Regions from separate parts of the Hordeum vulgare genome. Here region 2 is linked to region 1. The links are chromatin contacts, called in public Hi-C maps. All regions are on one chromosome and are shown on one strand. The core of a region is the stretch at or near the end of the contact, and the rest is flanking DNA. Distances in the headings are between cores, read along the strand shown. Region 1 has its middle 170 kb from the start of LOC123448452. Region 2 holds the start of LOC123448452 (SEC12-like protein 2).

Region 1 (4,685 bases), core at 815-3,314:
TCTTTGGTTGTCTTTTAGCCACCACTTTACTTTGAAGTCCTCATGGCTATATTTCGTCACCAGTGACTTGGTATTCACTACCAACAAGATTTTCAAATGATGGTATAGCACCTGTGGGGTGAGTCTGATGATTTTAAGAAATTCCATGTTCCTTCATCTTGGAAAATGGTAGTACCATCATTAGAGGATGAAAAGTGTATTAGTGGATTTTCAATTGGATCTGCATGTGAAGATTCTGGCCATGAGATCTCAACTTGAAGTTGATTAAGGTGACAGAACTGTGAGTTGCGATAAGATTTGATGTCTTTGAAAAACAAATGGGAGATCATTAGCGATGTGCTCATGGTAGCATGTTTCTCTTGAGCGAATATTCAAGGTGAATCTATATTCATTCATTGTGTACTTAGTTTGAGAACCAAGTGAAGTTGGTGACATATAAAATGCATATGTGCATCAATAGAATAGCCATCTGTTACATGAAATGGTCATGCATTATTTAATTTACTTCTTGGAGTTAAATATATGGATGAAATGATCTTGTTGAGCAAAATCTACCAAGGTGATACTTGGTGAACATGGGGTGTAAACCTTCAATATAGTCCATGCGATGAAATCGTTGATAATGTTTTGGGCTTCATTCATGAGAAAAAGTGTGACCTTATAGTCACGGACAAAACATAGACTTTGCAATTTTAACATTGCTTAGTCACTATGAAAATAACAAACCACAATGTGATGTGGATCTAGCAATAGTGTTTGAGACACTCGCTATAAATTATGGTATCCATCTTGATGGATGGATGACATTATAATTATAAATAGCGACGTAGGCTCCATTGCCATGCATTTTACGAATGTAATAGAAGGTAATCACATGTATATGCAAATATTTTCATGGTTTCCTATGACACATTCAAGAAAAATGTGCAAGAATAATATTTACTATGAGAGTAAAATATTTTAAAGAACAACAACAATAAATGCTTCGAAGGAGCAAATTCTAGTACAGTTGATGCCTTATAGCCATATGTGTAGACCTTAATTTATATAGGATAACACTTTGAAGATAATCACCAATATGGTGTAGATCTCGCAGTAATAGAAAACATAGTTTGACTATTGTCAGTAGATGTTCATCATTCTATTACCTTATGTTATCTATTTTTAAGAAAATCACTATGAAGGTAGTCATCTGTCAGAATGACATGATGTAGACCTTGCGGTAATAATGGATAGTGTGTAAAATTTTGTAGTAGATGCCAATATTACCTTATGATTTCTTGAGGTAGTCACATCTAATATTAATATTTGGAAGAGCACTTCGAAGGTAGTCATTTTGTTAAAATGACAAGACGTAGACTTTACAGCAGTGATGGATAATCTGCAGATTGTGTAGTAGATGCCATCAACACCTTGTGATTTACAAATATGTTTTGGGCTAGACACCTTAATATTTAGAAGAGCACGTTGAAGGTAGTCATTTATGAAAATGACAAAAGACATAGAACTCACAGTAGTGATGGATAATTTACAAATTGTGCAATAGATAATAACTGGTGATTCATAAATAAAACGCGATGTAGTCATATTGAGTATGACACTTCGTCATCCTTGTTTTGAATTACAACTAAATTTGCAAGAAAAAAAATTGATTTTGCAAAAATTATAGTTGTTATCTTAAAATGCATGCCTTAGGAAATGTTTGAAATTCTGAAGAATAAATGTAGGTCAAACATTCTTCTGCATTAGTATTATTGTGGTAATACATATAGATGCAAAGCATAATGTTTTACATATTTATAAAGACATGAGGCTTCAAATAAATATCTTAGGAAGAAATCCGATGGAAGTTCGTCTAATCCTCAGGGCTAGACCACAAAATACACAAGAATAAGAGAGAGTGAACAGGCTATGACCAAATCAAGCAAATGGATAAGGTTTTCATAATCTTCTGTTGTACGGTTCCTGAATGATAAGGTGTGCGTCTCTTTGTGTGGTTAAGAATCCATTGGATAAACCCAACTCGACACCGCGCCGTCTGCGCTTCCGCGCAAAGCACTGGCTGTTGGCCGGCGCCACAGCCAAGCGCCGGGCTCGCCACAATTATTCGCCACCAGTTGCAGGGAGCGGGGTGCGTGTTCTCCCGGAGCACCGGGCTGGCCACAATTATTCGCCGGGCTGGCAACAAGCCGCACCGGAGGGTGCCACTGCCCTACCGTGTCTCGTCGTGGCCGCGCATGAAGGAGAGGGCGCAATCACGGCCATTCGCCAATTGCATCGCTGGCCCGTGCGTTGCGTTTCGAGAGGAGGCCATGGCTGCGCCTCGCGCCTGATGACTTTGCCGTCTGGCCATTTGCCACGTCGTGCCGGAGGGCGCCGCTGCAAGAGGTCAAGGATGCGCCGTTCGTCTAAGGGCGCTATAGTCGCGTTGAAGATGCAGGTGTGATCCTGACTAGTTGTTGCTACCATCTTGAAGATTTTCTGTTCAGAGTGACGTCGCCCACGCCGACTTTCCTTCAAGTAGATTGTTGAATATTGATCGATCCATGTAGAGATTCTCCCACGGCATGCATGAACGTACATAAAAACAAAATCAATTTTTAAATTGCTGACCCTAATCACAAGAAGACAATAGATTAGGCTGATCAATTTTTGTTCATGAATGCATGCATGTCGATGCATGGCCGTCTTTGTCGTGGATGCCATCCGTTTAGCGAGAAGCCTGGCCGGACCGACGGCTTCGTGCGCTACCAGACCACTAGAATGCATTTCGACGGGTAGTGCCGCGTTGCAATTGAACAAGAGAAAACTCGGCATCACTCTCGGGCTGGTGCCATTGACGCCGTCGTGCTTTCCTCCGCTGACGCTGTTCGTCTTATCGTTGCCTAATCGCTCAAGGTTAGAGCAAAGTGCTGATAACATGTTAAACTAAAACGAGATTGAATGAAAGTGAATGGACGATTAGTCATGTTTCTATTGATTCTCAAGTATATATACATCTGCAAGAGGTGGTAAGAAGATGTGTCTGTTCGGAGGCTTACCTCCAGAACAGGCGCGTGTTGGCAATAGAGAGAGAAAATACATGACTCTTCAGGGTTGGGCACACCCTTTGCTAATTAATTTCTAACAGTCGGCAATGAGGAGGTGGCCCAGCTGGGCTGTGCTATTGGCATTGGGCACTCCTCTCTTTGTGTCAACTTTAGATGCAATTTTTTTACAAAACCTAAGCAATTAAAGCAAGAAAAAGAATTTTAGAGAAGAGAGAGGGTTTCTAGGATGAAACGAAATATTTTGAACTCACAAAAATATGCCACGTGTGATAAAATTAGTTTGTATATTTTTAGATATAGAAAAATAATTCAAGTTTATATTAAATTCAAACTTGAAGCACTTTTGAATCCAACGAAAACAATTTGGAAATGGCTGAAATTTGGAGGAGTGCTATGGGGCAATATGTTGGAGTTTTATAAAAATGGTGAACATTAAACTATGGCAGGGAGGAACACTTGGCAAAAAATAGAAAGAAATAATAAGAGAGTAGGGGTTTTAGTTGATCCCAATTACTTGAAGTTGAGACAAGCAAGACCACACCACAAGATGCAAAGCACATCACCACAATACCTCATAGTCAACAAAACATGGTGCGCTAAATGAAATGGATGCCATGATGACATGATGCATAAGTGAATGCCATGAAGCACAAATTTATTAACTCAAACCACATGATGGCAAAACATACAAGGTTGGTTCATGGAAATGGGCACAAGATTGAAAAATTCGACTTGGACTGTTACAGGAATGTGTGATAATTTCCGAGTAGGTATTTTTATAGCCTACTAGTAAACAGATGCTAAGTGGGAACACCTTTAGGTTTCGTAGGTTTGGTAGAAACAAGCTCAAATGTTTTTGATGATTTTGGTTCCCAAGCCCGAAATGCTTTAGGGTTTTTAGAAACCGTGTGAGATGGTATACGTGGGCCCGTGTTCTCAGATGTGTGTACGTGTCTCCCCACTACCACACATGATGCACACATCCTCATAGTGCTAGATGGATGGGCCGGCGCGCCTCACACGGGTGCCACACGAGTATTGACAAGAAGTGGTATGCTTCCGAGTGATCCATGGTGTAAAGGTGCTAAGCATGCCACATAAGTAAAATATGACATGGCCCAACAATTCAGGAGGAGAGAGGGTGCTTTGGGCACCGACATAGCATGGTTTTGCATTTAATTAACCTAATTAATTAGTTCCTACCAAAAGGTTGATATGCGACATTTCCATATAGTTAAAATAAAACATGCTAAAAAGGAAGCATTGGCAGCCTTCTGACGAGGGTCTGACCATTTGTACACGCAACATAGACCGATATGAGTGTTGTGCTAAATATGGAATTATTCATGGTCCATTTGGCCCTTTTTATACAATAATTGAGTTTCATAGGCATTTAATGTGCATAATTCAAATCGAACTACAATCACGAGGTCTAGTGCAGAAAAATGGGTGAGAAAATCATATAAGTGTGCATGGATGCATCTTTACATCCCATGCAAGAAGTGAGAAGGAACTACAAAGACGTCACATTTTTTTCTCAGCAACAAACATTGAGAAACTTGGGTTTTAAATTCATGTAAACCGAAAACTCATGAGAAATCAATGAAACTTGGCATGGTGTCATGACATGGCACA
Region 2 (4,685 bases), core at 992-3,491, 170 kb before region 1:
CCATATTAGTTGTCACTGATTTAGAAATCAGCAACAACTACTATGGAATGGAGGGAGTACAAACAAGAGCATCATGGGAACACGTAACTTTAAGTTGGTTTATCCATAGGCTTAACTGCAACCATTTGTTCACTTTTTACAGAGACGCTAATTTTATGTTGGTGCCACATTTCCGTATTACACATAAACAATCTATGTCAGTTCAGTTGCCCAGTCCTATGGCTCACACTAATCATGGTTGTCAATGTTGCAAAATGCTTTTTAGGTTCCAAGATTATGTTAGAAGTTAGTGTGTGATGGTCAATATGCAAATTGTTGTTCACAATGACCATATAGTACATTGCTTTCTGCATAAAATCAGCAGATATATAAAAAGAGTTTCCATTAACACCTACAGCTATCAGATCTGTCAAAGGTACCATATGCCATTCATATATGTCATGTTTTGGAGAGTCAAGCGTGTCAACCTCCATTACTACCAATGTAAAAAAAAAGAAACTGGGGGGGGGGGGGGGGGGTGTGAATAAACCAAGGTAACGACTGACTGCAAACAGAATTTTGAGTTGGCACCAAAAAAGGGTAAGATAAGCAACTGCATAACACTATAGTACATTCATTTACCTCGCCACCAGTGGCAAGTACAGAACCCTCTCCACTGAATGACAAAGCCAACTGCAAACCAACATCGTTTAGCTTCACTAAAGCCTCCTGGTCAGATCTCAAAACCAGGCTGCATGGATCATCTCCTTCTGTTGATTCCAATCGCACCAACCTATACAAATGGCACATGGTAAGAATTTATAATTGCAGTACCATCAGGCGGAGTTAAATTGTGTTTACATCAGTCAGGAAAAAAAAAGGCAAACGGCAGTTTTATAGAGTAAAATAAGATTGAAGATGTATAAAAGTTGTATGTTTTGCAGTTAAAATTTAATAAACCACCAGTTCAATTACAGTAACATCTCAAAAAGCCCAGTTATGCTTGTTGATAAGGCCAATGAGATAGGTCCAACAACTGAAATAAACTTAACATCACAAGATGGAACAGATACAGGTGCCCCCGAATTTTAGCTACAATCAGGAAATAAGCTATACTAACAAATCCAACATGCTGCTTACACCGACAGTTCAAGCATATTATGGGGTTATCAAGAGGCATCATTGTGTTGTTACTAAGAAGTCTTGAACACTATGTTGTGATATGATAGGACAATTATATTTTGGTCGCATCAATCAGAATTTACAGCATATTCTATAAGCATACATACTATGTGAACGAACGAAATACCAGACTTACCTAAGTATTCTATAAACATACATACTATGTGAACCACAGGTTGACAACAGTTAACCCGGGCAACACTAAAGATCAAATTGTGAAGATTTTGAGCTAATCAAAATTCACAACAGACAAATGCACTAGCGAGCATCAGCGTCACATATCCAAGGACGCAAGTACCTGCAGCCGTTGGGGAAGGAGCAGAGGACGCCATCGCCGCGAGGGTGTACGGCCATCCTGTATGGTACCTCCTCCTCTGTCCCCAGCCTAAACACCTGCACCCCACCATCACCAAAACAATAGCGTCAAATCAGCGTGTAAATCTCTCCCGATATCCGCATGGATCTAGTGAAATCAGAGGGCGAGGGGGCACGGGTCGCTCACCGGTTCGGGGGAGAGCGCTGGAGGCGCCCCTGCAGCGGCGGGGTCGAGGGCGGCGACGACCAGCGCGTTGGGCACGCCGCTCCGGCCCTCGCCTCCGCCTCCACCAAGGACCACCATGGGGGGCGGAGGTGGGAAGGACGGGGACGCATTCGCATCCGCGACGTCTACGGCAGATGGGGAGGGCTTGATGATGTGTGCGAGTGGGAGCCAGGAGGCGCAGTAGATGGGGAAGCCGTAGGTCTGCCCACCGCCGCGCGGCGCCATCACAGGAGAGGGCGGGAGTAGCGGTAGCCGAAGGTGGGCGGTGGTCGCCGGAGATGCGGTGAGAGAGTGCGTGTGTGCGGAGGTGGAGGTGACGACGGGTAAACGGTACGGGGAGGGAATTAGATTGCAGCAGGTACCAACTCCCCCGTAAGTCGCTGTTAGGATCCAACACGCGAATCACTCCATTATAGGTAAACTGAGCTCAGATACAGGAGATTGGGATTAAGAAAGAGGAAGCACACGAGTTAGGAGAAGATAGGGGAAGGGAGGAGCCGCCGTTGCTTTGCCTTGATCCAAGCCCGGATCCTTTGCTCGTTGCCTCCTCCCACGCATTTGTAGTCCGTAGCCCTACATCGTTCGCGGATGGGCCGGCCCATGTAAAGGTCAAAGGTTGCAAGGCCATGTATACATAGGCTCGTGACATTCTTCTTTTTTTAAATGCAGCTTGGCCCAAGCCGCTATTATGAAGAGGTTGTGAGGATCCCATGGTGCTTCAAGATCCTTGATCATGCTGAGGTTATTGTAGATGCCGTGGTAACAGCCATGGTTTAAATGAACTTGAACGAGCTCGTAGAAGCGGTCGGGTTGAGGTAGTAGTAGTCGTCACCGATGGATACCCGGTTGAAGTAGGCGTTATGGTTGAAGCTGAGGCGGCACTCGTGGACGATGAAGCCTTGGATGGAGACGACATCGACGGCGATGACACCCCTCCCTTCTTAAAAATTATATTGATTGTAGCACGTAGAGAACGTCGTACCGCTCATGGCCAATGCACTATAGTTGATTACCATCGTCATTAGAACCTGACTGCGAATAAGTTGTACCATCGGACATGCCAGAAGCACCAAGATATACCCATATTCAGAAGTGTCCTCTGAATACTGTTGCTCGTCACCTAGATCCTAGTACTGACGAAAAACACTGGACAAACTCTTCTTCCGTTTCAGTGGGCAACAAATTTTCAAATTGAACAAAGGAATGATGATGATGATTGTAATCCCGAGAGGTGTTGACTGCACAAGAATTCAGATATGCTCCAAGATTTCCCATCATAAAATATGCACATGGACGTAATGGACACTCAAGGCGCAACACCATCAATGTGCTATTAACACTCACGCATAAAGGGTACAGCCTAGGTTTCATTCCATAAGAAATTGTTTCGGTGCACTGCTTCAAAGCAATGAGAAGCAACAAAATCCCTCCATGTGAATGCACTATATAGTTTGGATAAAACTGTATGCCTTTGTAGCTCACAGTCTCCCTAGAAATAGGTGTTGGCCTCAAACAGGTAAGGTAACCTGCATGTACAGAAAAGGTTCCAATGCAATATCTTTGTTGTATCAGAATTTGCTTGTTTGGACTCATTAACTTCTGCTGTTACGTGATCCATAGGGCGCCCAGACTGCAACTTTACACGTGGCAAACAACAAAAAGACTCTTCCATGGAATTTGACTGGCCATAAGAAACAAGAGGAGAACCCACATTTTTGAATTGCAACCAAACTAGCCCAACACTGAACCCTGAAACTTCATGTGGTTGGTGATGTGGACCTGAATATGTTTTCTGATATGCACTTTGCACTTTGCAAGCACCACCAGGATTCTCTCATGAGATTGGATCACTAGAACGAGGAGCACCAGACTCAAATTCCACTTTCGGTAGCTCTGACAATAATTGTATTGCTTGGCAATTGCTTGAAGACGATGAACACAGTAGTTTCATACACACACTATGGTGACATATCAAGGGTTCTGTCAGACGATTCAAAGTGCCAACAAAATGATGCATCACATAAGGGATTTTTGGACATGTGTACCTCACTTGCATGCCTTCATGAAAGCAATCAAGCGACTGTCATGAGCATGGTCTGGGCATACAAGGAATTAGATAAGTTGTTTGTATAGCAAATGACGCACCTTTTTCTTTGTTTCGGAGCGGGGCGCGTACTATTACCACTACGTACCACACCACCGGGCGGCTGGCCTTCATGCCGAGTCTTCCTCCGCCGCCAACTCGACGTCGTCGTGCTGGACTGGACCACGGCTGAAACTGCCAGGCACGGACTAAAAGCTTTTATCAGGGACTGACAGACCGGACAGACCAATCCAACGAACTGACTTTGCTAGCTTATCGAGCACCAACTTAATTGTGAGACGAGCAGCTAAAGCAGTTACTAGACCCATTATAGAGATCGGAGGAAGAGAGTTCACTTTCGTTCGAAGGTGGTCCGTGAGCTCACTCTGGTTAGAATGAATCCCGACAAACAACATAAGATGGCTGTCAATACTCCTTTTTTTGCTTACTTTGGAGACCCCTTGTGATCACCTAGATTCTGAAACTGTCGTTGGGCATCGTGGAAACAACTGAAGGGTTCATCTACGAGAATTAGTTTGCAGCAGCCAACTTGCAGAGAATCACCATTTCTGAGCGACATCTGAATTGGCGTAAATCGAACGAATAGAACTTCATGGACTAACCACAACTGAAAGGTTCAAGGTAGCCTACATCTGAATTAAGACCTGAACATGGTTTTTTTGGGTAGTTTTTGTCAGAAAGAGGCTTCAAGGGCAAACATTGACTAGGCCTTAAAAACTGTCTAATGTATCTGATAGATACTCGCAAAGGTGGCGGCCATGGTTGCTCGATCCCCTGCCATACTAATGGCAGGCCTCGGTTTTTACTCTTGGCCACAAGGTGAGCGCCATATTCTCCTTGTGCAATCAATGACGGATGGTGTAGGGCTTCTGGATGATC

Evidence for each region. Hi-C and Micro-C count contacts between places; a contact is called where the count stands out from the background.
Region 2: a Hi-C map of leaf shows a contact between it and region 1, with 1.8 times the contacts expected there. The contact joins the promoter of LOC123448452 here to the enhancer-like site in region 1. A contact is called at or near these places in 3 of 6 Hi-C or Micro-C datasets (leaf, seedling and an unstated tissue).

Annotation. Positions count from the first base shown.
Region 1 is chr4H:239,721,745-239,726,429 of MorexV3_pseudomolecules_assembly, reverse strand. No RefSeq gene overlaps it. Among protein-coding and RNA genes, the nearest start is that of LOC123448452, 170 kb to the left of the region's middle. Within about 2 kb of position 2,064, at least 1 of the 3 cell types and tissues checked has open chromatin away from gene starts, as enhancers often do. A contact at or near this core is called in leaf, where this site is marked.
Region 2 is chr4H:239,890,488-239,895,172 of MorexV3_pseudomolecules_assembly, reverse strand. LOC123448452 (SEC12-like protein 2) reads right to left here and starts at 2,241. Exons shown (of 10, transcript XM_045125349.1): 1 at 1,664-2,241; 2 at 1,460-1,554; 3 at 622-772. The coding sequence starts at 1,927.